Linked DNA regions of Gossypium hirsutum: region 1 is linked to region 2. The links are chromatin contacts, called in public Hi-C maps. All regions are on one chromosome and are shown on one strand. The core of a region is the stretch at or near the end of the contact, and the rest is flanking DNA. Distances in the headings are between cores, read along the strand shown.

Region 1 (3,916 bases), core at 136-2,635, 89 kb before region 2:
GTTATAGGTTAGACATCACTGTTTTGTTCCGTGTTACAAATCTATTGATGTCGTTCTATTTATTCTTTTTGTTTGTTTACTGTGTAATTTTGTCAGAGATTTTGATTTTCAGCTTTAGAGAAAGTCTATTTCTTTCAGTATTTGAAACTATGGATCACGTTTTTTCTTTCAGTATTTGAAACTATGGATCACGTTCCTTATTCCTTTATTCCTTCCTGTTTTTCCCTTATTTCTAACGTTCCTTTCTCCTGTATAAACTACTATTTTTTCCCTTGTTTTCAAATATTTTCCTAGGGTGCAAAGATATATTTTTGGTGATCTTCTTGGTATGAAGGTGATTGAGAAGCTAGAAAACTATCTTGGCCCCCTCTTCCAATCAACAAAAAGAAAAAAAGGGCTTTTCAAGATATTATTAATAGCCTATCATACAGGATTAATAGCTAGACCAATAGGCTCATTTCCTATGGTAGCAAAGAAGTTTTCATCAAAGTAGTCCTCCAATCTATTCCAACATATTCGTTGTCAATCTTTTTTACTCTTAAATGTGTGATTGAAGACATTCAAACAAAGTTAAGTAGAGTGTGGTGGTCAGGTAAGAAAAAGGGCAGATTCTGGATGATGCTTCCTTGGAAAACCTTTTGCCATCTTAAATGCATAGGAGGCCTTGGCATAAGGGATATTTGACTGTTCAATTTGGCTATTCTTGAGTGTCAAGTGTGGAGGCTCATCAACAATAAAGATACCCTCTGTTTTAAAGTGTTATCCTCTAAATACTTTCCCGATGGCAATATCTTTCACTCCAAAAGAATTGACAAAGCTTCCTTTATGTGGACCAGTATTGCGGCTGTGGAGGAAGCCCTCAAAGATGACTTCGATTGACAAGTTGGGATTGGTGATAGGATTAACATACGGTTGACAACTGGGGGGTAGAAGGCTTAAATGGTGCTGTCCTTAAAGTTGATATGCTCGACACTAATGATAATAGTGTGCGGGATCTTTGGTTTGAGGAGTATAGACGTTGGAACATGGATAAAGTCTACAAGTTGTACTAGCAGGATTGGGGGGATAAATTTTACAATTGGCCTATTGGGAGTAAGGGCTATGGCGACAAAATAGTATGGTTTCATAACCCTTATGGTTGTTTCACGTCAAAGTTTGGTTATTCCTAGTTATTGTTGAAAGAGATGGGGTGTGGCCCTCATAGGTTTTTTTGGAAAGAACTTTGGAAACTTAATACTATTTCTAAGGTTTGGGTGCTTACTTGGCGTGTGGGGTACGAGATTCTCCCAACAAATGTTAAGATTGCTTTGATTTAGCACAACTTTGAGCAGAGTTGTCCCAAATGTGGGGTTGAGGATGAGACCCTAATGCATGCACTTAAAGATTGCCCCACATATCGAGCGGTTCTCTCTATAGAAGGGTGGGACAAAAATACGATCTCGAATAAGTATAGTCGATGCATTGACTGGCTAGAAGATATGATGCGGGTTCTTGACAAGAAAGCTATAGCCCATCTCATAACAACCTTATGGAACTTCTGGAATAATAGAAACAATTACAATTTCTGAGGAAAAGAAGAGGATGCGCATGTCATGTAGGAGAGGGCCAGCACCCTTAGCAAAGACTTTCAGATTTGTAACATGTTGAAGAAGTCATTGCTTTCCCCGAATATTGTTGTTAAGAAATGGATTAAACCTCCTAAAGGGGTTGTAAAAATAAATTTCGATGCTACAGTAGGTGATAACAGAATTGGGTATGAGACGATTGTTAGGGATTATGAAGGTTTTGTGTTGGGGGTGGTGGAGGCTTTATAGAAACAATGATGTCGGTGGAAGAAGCCGAGTGCTTTGCATTTGAGGCTACATTAAATCGATGTGTCAGTTAAAAATTAAAGGGCATGTACTTTTTGAGACAGATCACGTTGGCCTTGTTAATAAACTAATGACCCTAGCTACAAACGTCACCATTATCAGTGCGCGAATTAAGGAGTGTAAAGATGCCTTCAACAATTTCAATTTCGCTGATTTAATTTGGACAAACGGTCTTGTAACACTATTGCTGATTTAATATGTACGAAAATGTGTAACGAGGTTAAAACTTGGTTTTTTTATATGGACTTCCTGGTGGAAATCCATAATACTGTAACTTGTGATGTTACGTAATAAATGAGTTGACCCTTGTGGTCGTTTATTGTTAAAAAAAATAGATAATATTATCGTTTCTCAAGAAATCATCCACTCTATGCGTAGAAAGGTTGGAAAGAAATGGTGGATGGCTGTGAAAATTGATCTAGAAAAAGCATATGACAAATTAGACTGGGACTTTATTGACGATACATTAGTTGATATTGGTTTTCTAGGTAACATACATAAGCTTATTATGCACTGTGTTAACTATTCATCTATGCAAATTATATGAAATAGGACCTCTCTAATGTAGTTTTCCATCGCAAGCAATAAGACAAGTGATACTATCTCGCCCTACATCTTTGTTCTTTGTATGGAAAGATTGGTATAGATTATAAATATTGAGGTTCAAAATAAGAGGTAGAAACCAATAAAGTTATCTAAGAATGGGCTAATATCTCACATATTTTCTTTGCGGACGATTTAGTTTTACTTAGTGAGGCTTTAGTGGAGCAGATACAAACTATGAAAAGGGTGATTAATAACTTTTGTTCCAGGTTGGGTCATAGAGTTAATGCACAGGAAACCCAAATTTTCTTCTTGAAGAATGTTGACCATGATCTGAAGGTGAATATTAGTTGTGGTCTTAGATTTTCTCATGTGGACAACTTGAGAAAGTATATTAAGGCTCCACTATTGCACTAGAGAGTTACGAAGTAGACCTTTCAGTATATTGAAGATAATCTGAAAAAAAACTAGCAAGATTGAAGTATAAATTGCTTTCTTTAGCCGATAGAATTACGTTGGCTAAAGTAATTTTAGCTGCTATTCCTATCTATGCTATGCAGTCAACAAAAATTCCTAAGGGTATGTGTCATGAAATGGAAAAGATAATTCGTAACTTTGTTTGGGAAAATACGGAAGAGAAGAAAGGATTGAATCTAGTGAAATGAGATAATTTGCGCAAAGAGATGAAGAATGGTGAACTTGGATTCAAGAAATTTGATTGTCTGAACAATGTTTTTCCCATGAAAATTTGGTTTAATCTTGTTAAAAAGCCTGATCAACTTTGGGTGTGAAGAAATGCAAGGTTTAATGTGAAAGTTCTTATTCTAAAATTTTGATTTCAAACTTAGTTTTACATAAGGCTCATCTAGAGTATTTATAGGCTCAACTTCTCTTAACAGACTAGCTAACAACTCAGCTCTCCTGTAACTGCATTCTAACAAATTCATTTATCTTAACATGCATCCATCTCCTTCTCCGAACAAACCCGAAGAAAATTCCGAAACCTAGTAAAGGACCCAACTGATAGTGGTTTAGTTAATACATCAGCAACTTGATCAGACGCAGGAACTTCACCAACCACAACTGATCCATCAGCAACCTTTTCACGAACAAAGAACAAATCTAACTCCACGTGCTTGAATTTGGAATGTAACACAGGATTGGCAGCAACAGCAACGGCACTGGAACTGTCACACCAGATATTAGGCGGAGCAGAAGACTCAACATGCAACTCCTGAAGTAAGGAAAGTAACCACATAACATCACTAGTTACAGCAGCAAGACTTCGATATTCAGCCTCCGCCGTAGATCGAGACACGACCTGCTGTTTCTTAGACGACCACGAAACAGGATTTGACCCAAAAAATACACAATATCCTGAAGTTGATCGTCGATCATCGAAATCCAATCCCCAATTAGCATCAGAAAACCCAACCAACGATAATAAACCAGACCGACGAAACATAATCCCAAAATCAAGTGTTCCAGCCAAATACCGCAAT
Region 2 (4,338 bases), core at 291-2,790:
CAACCTAAATGATTATGCTCTTAAGTATGAGCTTAAACTGTTCATCCAAAATAATGATGATGCTCCTCAACACGCTTAAATTGTTCACACACAAAAAAAAAAATGAAGCTTCTAAGTATGAGTTTAAACTGCTCATCAAAAAAAATGATGCTCTTGAGTATGAGCTTAAACTGCAAATCTAAAACGAAATTGAACTACGTTATGACTTGGTCCTTCAAAAATGAAGGTACGTAGACTTCTTTGTTTCATTACCAAGTTTCGTCCAAATGAATATATATTGATGGCATCTTTTGAAAAAGATCTTCAAAGCTAAAAGCAAAAGAAATTAAGACTTATGTAGAAATTTTGGACCAATCAGAATTCAAAGTTTGTCATTATTATTTATCTTTAATTAAATTAAATTAAATTATTAAAGAAATAAATCAAAAAAAATAAATCCTTTAAAACTCATTTATAAAGAAATCATATTCTTTTAAAATAATTTTATCTCTAATTAATTAAAATTACATAAATTGATTAAAATTATTTTGAGGTGGCATGAATTGATTAAAATTACATAAATTTCATAATTGGGACTTAAGGTTGTTCGAATTTGGGGATGGCAAATTTAGTGTGGATTTGGATAGATGGTGAGTTTACCTGTTGTTAGTGTAAAAACAGTGGTGGCGATAAAATTAGATATTGTAGTAATACTGTAACGTAGACAAAAAGTAAGTTAAACACACTGCATCGCCCATCCAAACTCATACTTAAGAGATAAGTTTCTTCTTTGAAATTCTATAAACATTAAATGTGTATTTCAATAATTTTTTGAGAGTAATTTTTTTAATAATTAAGATTAGAATATTGTTGAGTTTATATTAAATTTTAAACATTTAAATTACATGATATGCTATGTAATTACTTAAAATTCAATTAATAGATAATTTGTGTAATTTTTAAAAGTTTTTATATGTCATTAAATCCAAATTATCAATGTAGAACTCCATATTAGCAATTAACCATAGAAAACTAAGGAAAAATTATTTTACTCTTATTCATAATATATAAATATTAATTTTCTCATTTTTTTTAATTAGAGAGATTGAATTGTAATACAAAATATAATAAAGGGATTTTTATTGTATTTTTAAAATTAGACCAGTGGTCGAACTGGTTCGTCAATTTGACAGGTTTAACTGATTTGACCAGTCTATTTGATTAGTTTAAATAAATCATTAAAAAACTTATAAAAACTAAAAAATATATTAAAAATTTGGTTCAAACACTCAATTCAAACTTATTTTTATCTAAGTCAATGGATTCTCAAGTCTTAACTTATTCAATCCACTTCTCCAAACTAATATTTTGACTAGTTTCTGATGATCCAAATGGCCAGGTCAGTTTAAACAGCCTTCCTTTTAGGTCAAATTTGTCATTTCTGTCAATTTTATAAGTAGATTTAAATTTTAAAAAAAAAAAAACCTTAGCGGTTAGTTAAAGAAAGAGTCAAAAATGGCGAGGTTGGGAAACGGTTAGAAAATGGTTTTACAAAGAGCAACGTGTCGGTCAGATTAGTGTTTCTCCTACTTTTTCTTTTTCTCTTCTTTTCTGCTTCATCCTATCCTTCCCAAACAATAAAAACAAAGCCACCTTACCATTACAGTACCCTTTTTCTTCTCTCTCTCTCTCTCTACAGAATCTATAGCTTCCTTCCTTCCTTCACTCCCATTCCGTGCCGAATCGCCTCACATCTGATCTTTAAAACTAATATTTCCCAATACTTGTTTTCTACTTCTTTATTTTTTTTATTTTTTAAAAAAAAAGATAAATGGATTCCCTTCATGATTCAATATCAGCGGCGAATGCCGTCGCCACAAACGGCAACACGGTGCCGCCGTTCCTCAGCAAAACCTACGACGTGGTGGATGATCCATCGACCAACTCCGTTATCTCGTGGAGTAGCGCTAACAACAGTTTCGTTGTCTGGAAAGTGCCGGAGTTTTCAAGGGACCTTCTGCCTAAGTATTTTAAGCACAATAACTTCTCCAGCTTTGTCAGACAACTCAATACTTATGTGGGTATTTCTTTGATTTTGTTCTTTTTGTTTTTTTTTTCTTTTCTATTTTATTATTATTGTTATTAGTTTTTAGACTTCCAAGTCTTTGAACATATGTAGGCTGATTGATGTGTGATTTCTTGAGGTGAATTACGATTTTGAGGTTTAAAGGGGTTCTGAATTCGTTTGGATTTTCACGGTTTTGATTTTTTCTTTTAATGGAAACTTGGGTTGCTACTATATGGCTTTAAGAAATATACATAGATGAGATTGAAATGAACTGTGAATAGTTTTAATGATGAAGTTGCGTGGGAGGAGAGATTTTAGAACCATATTGGTGTTGGATCATGAATTTATGGTATAGTAACTGTCTAAACTGAATTAAATTGGGATATGGATTTGAAATATAGGAACTGGGAATTGCAACCGTAATGTGCAGATTATTTTGTTTAGTATTAATATTAATAACAATCTTAAATATTTCTTAGTGCATTTCGAAATGGGATTTTGGGTAGCTCTTAGCTTTTGCAGTTCCTGTTGTTATATTTGATTGCCAATGGCATGCGGATAATTGGTTGAAAACCATTTTCCATGGAATGCACATGCATGCCAACTAGCCATTTTTATATTTTGACCAATTTTACTATCATATAAAATGATACTACTTATTGCAGTTCTTTCCTATTAATCTTATATGTTGAATTTGAATTAAACAAAGTATATTCATATATAGTTTTTTTGCTCTCAGATCAGTAGCCGAAATGTCTTGCGTTTGTTCCATGTGTGCTTTTTATTGATTTCATGTTTTTGAAACAAATTCTATGTCTTCAATGATGTTTTTTGTTTAAAATGCCATCAATTCTGGAGTTGCATATATATTCTATGTTTTTCCGCTGTTGATTCTTTTTCTTTGTTCTTGCCATGTTTGATCTAACTACATTTGATCTGAGTAAGGTGCTAAATTCAGGGGATTCAGTAAATTGACAATTCATTGCCTGATTTCCTCATGTTAGCTTTTCTTCTTTTGATTTTTCTTTTTCCAAGTTCTTTTGGCTCTGAAAATGTTATTTTAACCAACAAGTGAACTAAAGCATGATCGAGAAACTGGGAGAGTATTATTTGTAAGCTTATGACCCATGGGTTGTAATTCAAACTTTATTTGTTGGAGAGGGTGGATGTTATGGATTGAATTCTTCTGACCAACTTTTCTTTCCTTGATATGAAGAACTCATCGAGTTGTAATTGTGTTTGTTATCTGCAGGTTTAAGTATATGCTTGTAATTACTAACTGATTGTGGTCAGGCATTGGGGCTCAAACAAGACGGATGATATGTGATTCAATTAGATATTAAAATTCGATCCTGCTTTACACATATGTGGGCTTGCTACTGTTTGGAAAATATATATGTGATAACTCGTGTCGTTGATCATCATAATTTTTTTCCTTTAGGGTTTTAGGAAAGTTGACCCAGACCGTTGGGAATTTGCAAATGAGGGGTTCCTAAGAGGTCAGAAACATCTCTTGAAAACTATCAGCAGGCGGAAACCTGCTAATGTCCATAGTAATAAACAACCTCAAGTTCATAGCTCGGCAGTTGCAGCTTGCATTGAGGTAGGGACGTTTGGGCTCGAAGAGGAGGTTGAAAGGCTTAAGAGGGACAAGAATGTTCTCATGCAGGAACTTGTTAGGTTGAGACAGCAGCAACAAGCCACAGATAACCAGTTGCAAGCTGTTGGCCAGCGTGTACAGGTGATGGAGCAGAGACAGCAGCAAATGATGTCTTTTCTTGCTAAGGCCATGCAAAGTCCAGGTTTCTTAAGCCAGCTTGTACAGCAGCAGAATGAAAGTAAAAGACACCTTACTGGTGGAAACAAAAAGAGGAGACTCCCCAGGCAGGATGAAGAAAATTTAACCGGTGAACATGGTACCATATTTCCTAATAGACAGATTGTAAAATTTCAGCCTTCATTGAACGAGGCAGCGAAAGCAATGCTGCACCAGATATTGAAGATGAACACATCACCTAGGCTGGAACCTTCGATAGATAACCCTGATGCTTTCATGATTGATGGTATTCCTCCTTCCAATGCATTAGACAGCGGGAGCTGCTCCAGTCGAATTTCTGGAGTGACACTGTCAGAAGTCCCACCAGCTTCTGGACAGTCTTATCTGCAAGCAGAATCAGGTTTTCCTAACAGTTGTCCGTCTACTGCCACTCATTTAACAACTGAGAATACTAAATTGGGTAAAATATCTGATACAAATCAGCATAAATATAAAAAAGAAGCAGTTTTTCCAA

The links. Hi-C and Micro-C count contacts between places; a contact is called where the count stands out from the background.
Region 1: a Hi-C map of leaf shows a contact between it and region 2, with 1.8 times the contacts expected there. The contact joins the enhancer-like site here to the promoter of LOC107924588 in region 2. A contact is called at or near these places in 11 of 34 Hi-C or Micro-C datasets (callus, fibers, hypocotyl and 2 more).

The regions. Positions count from the first base shown.
Region 1 is chrA02:102,511,975-102,515,890 of Gossypium_hirsutum_v2.1, reverse strand. No RefSeq gene overlaps it. Among protein-coding and RNA genes, the nearest start is that of LOC107924564, 19 kb to the left of the region's middle. Within about 2 kb of position 1,385, at least 1 of the 9 cell types and tissues checked has an H3K27ac peak or open chromatin away from gene starts, as enhancers often do. A contact at or near this core is called in leaf, where this site is marked.
Region 2 is chrA02:102,422,669-102,427,006 of Gossypium_hirsutum_v2.1, reverse strand. LOC107924588 (heat stress transcription factor A-1e) reads left to right here and starts at 1,540. Exons shown (of 5, transcript XR_005903679.1): 1 at 1,540-2,056; 2 at 3,489-4,338.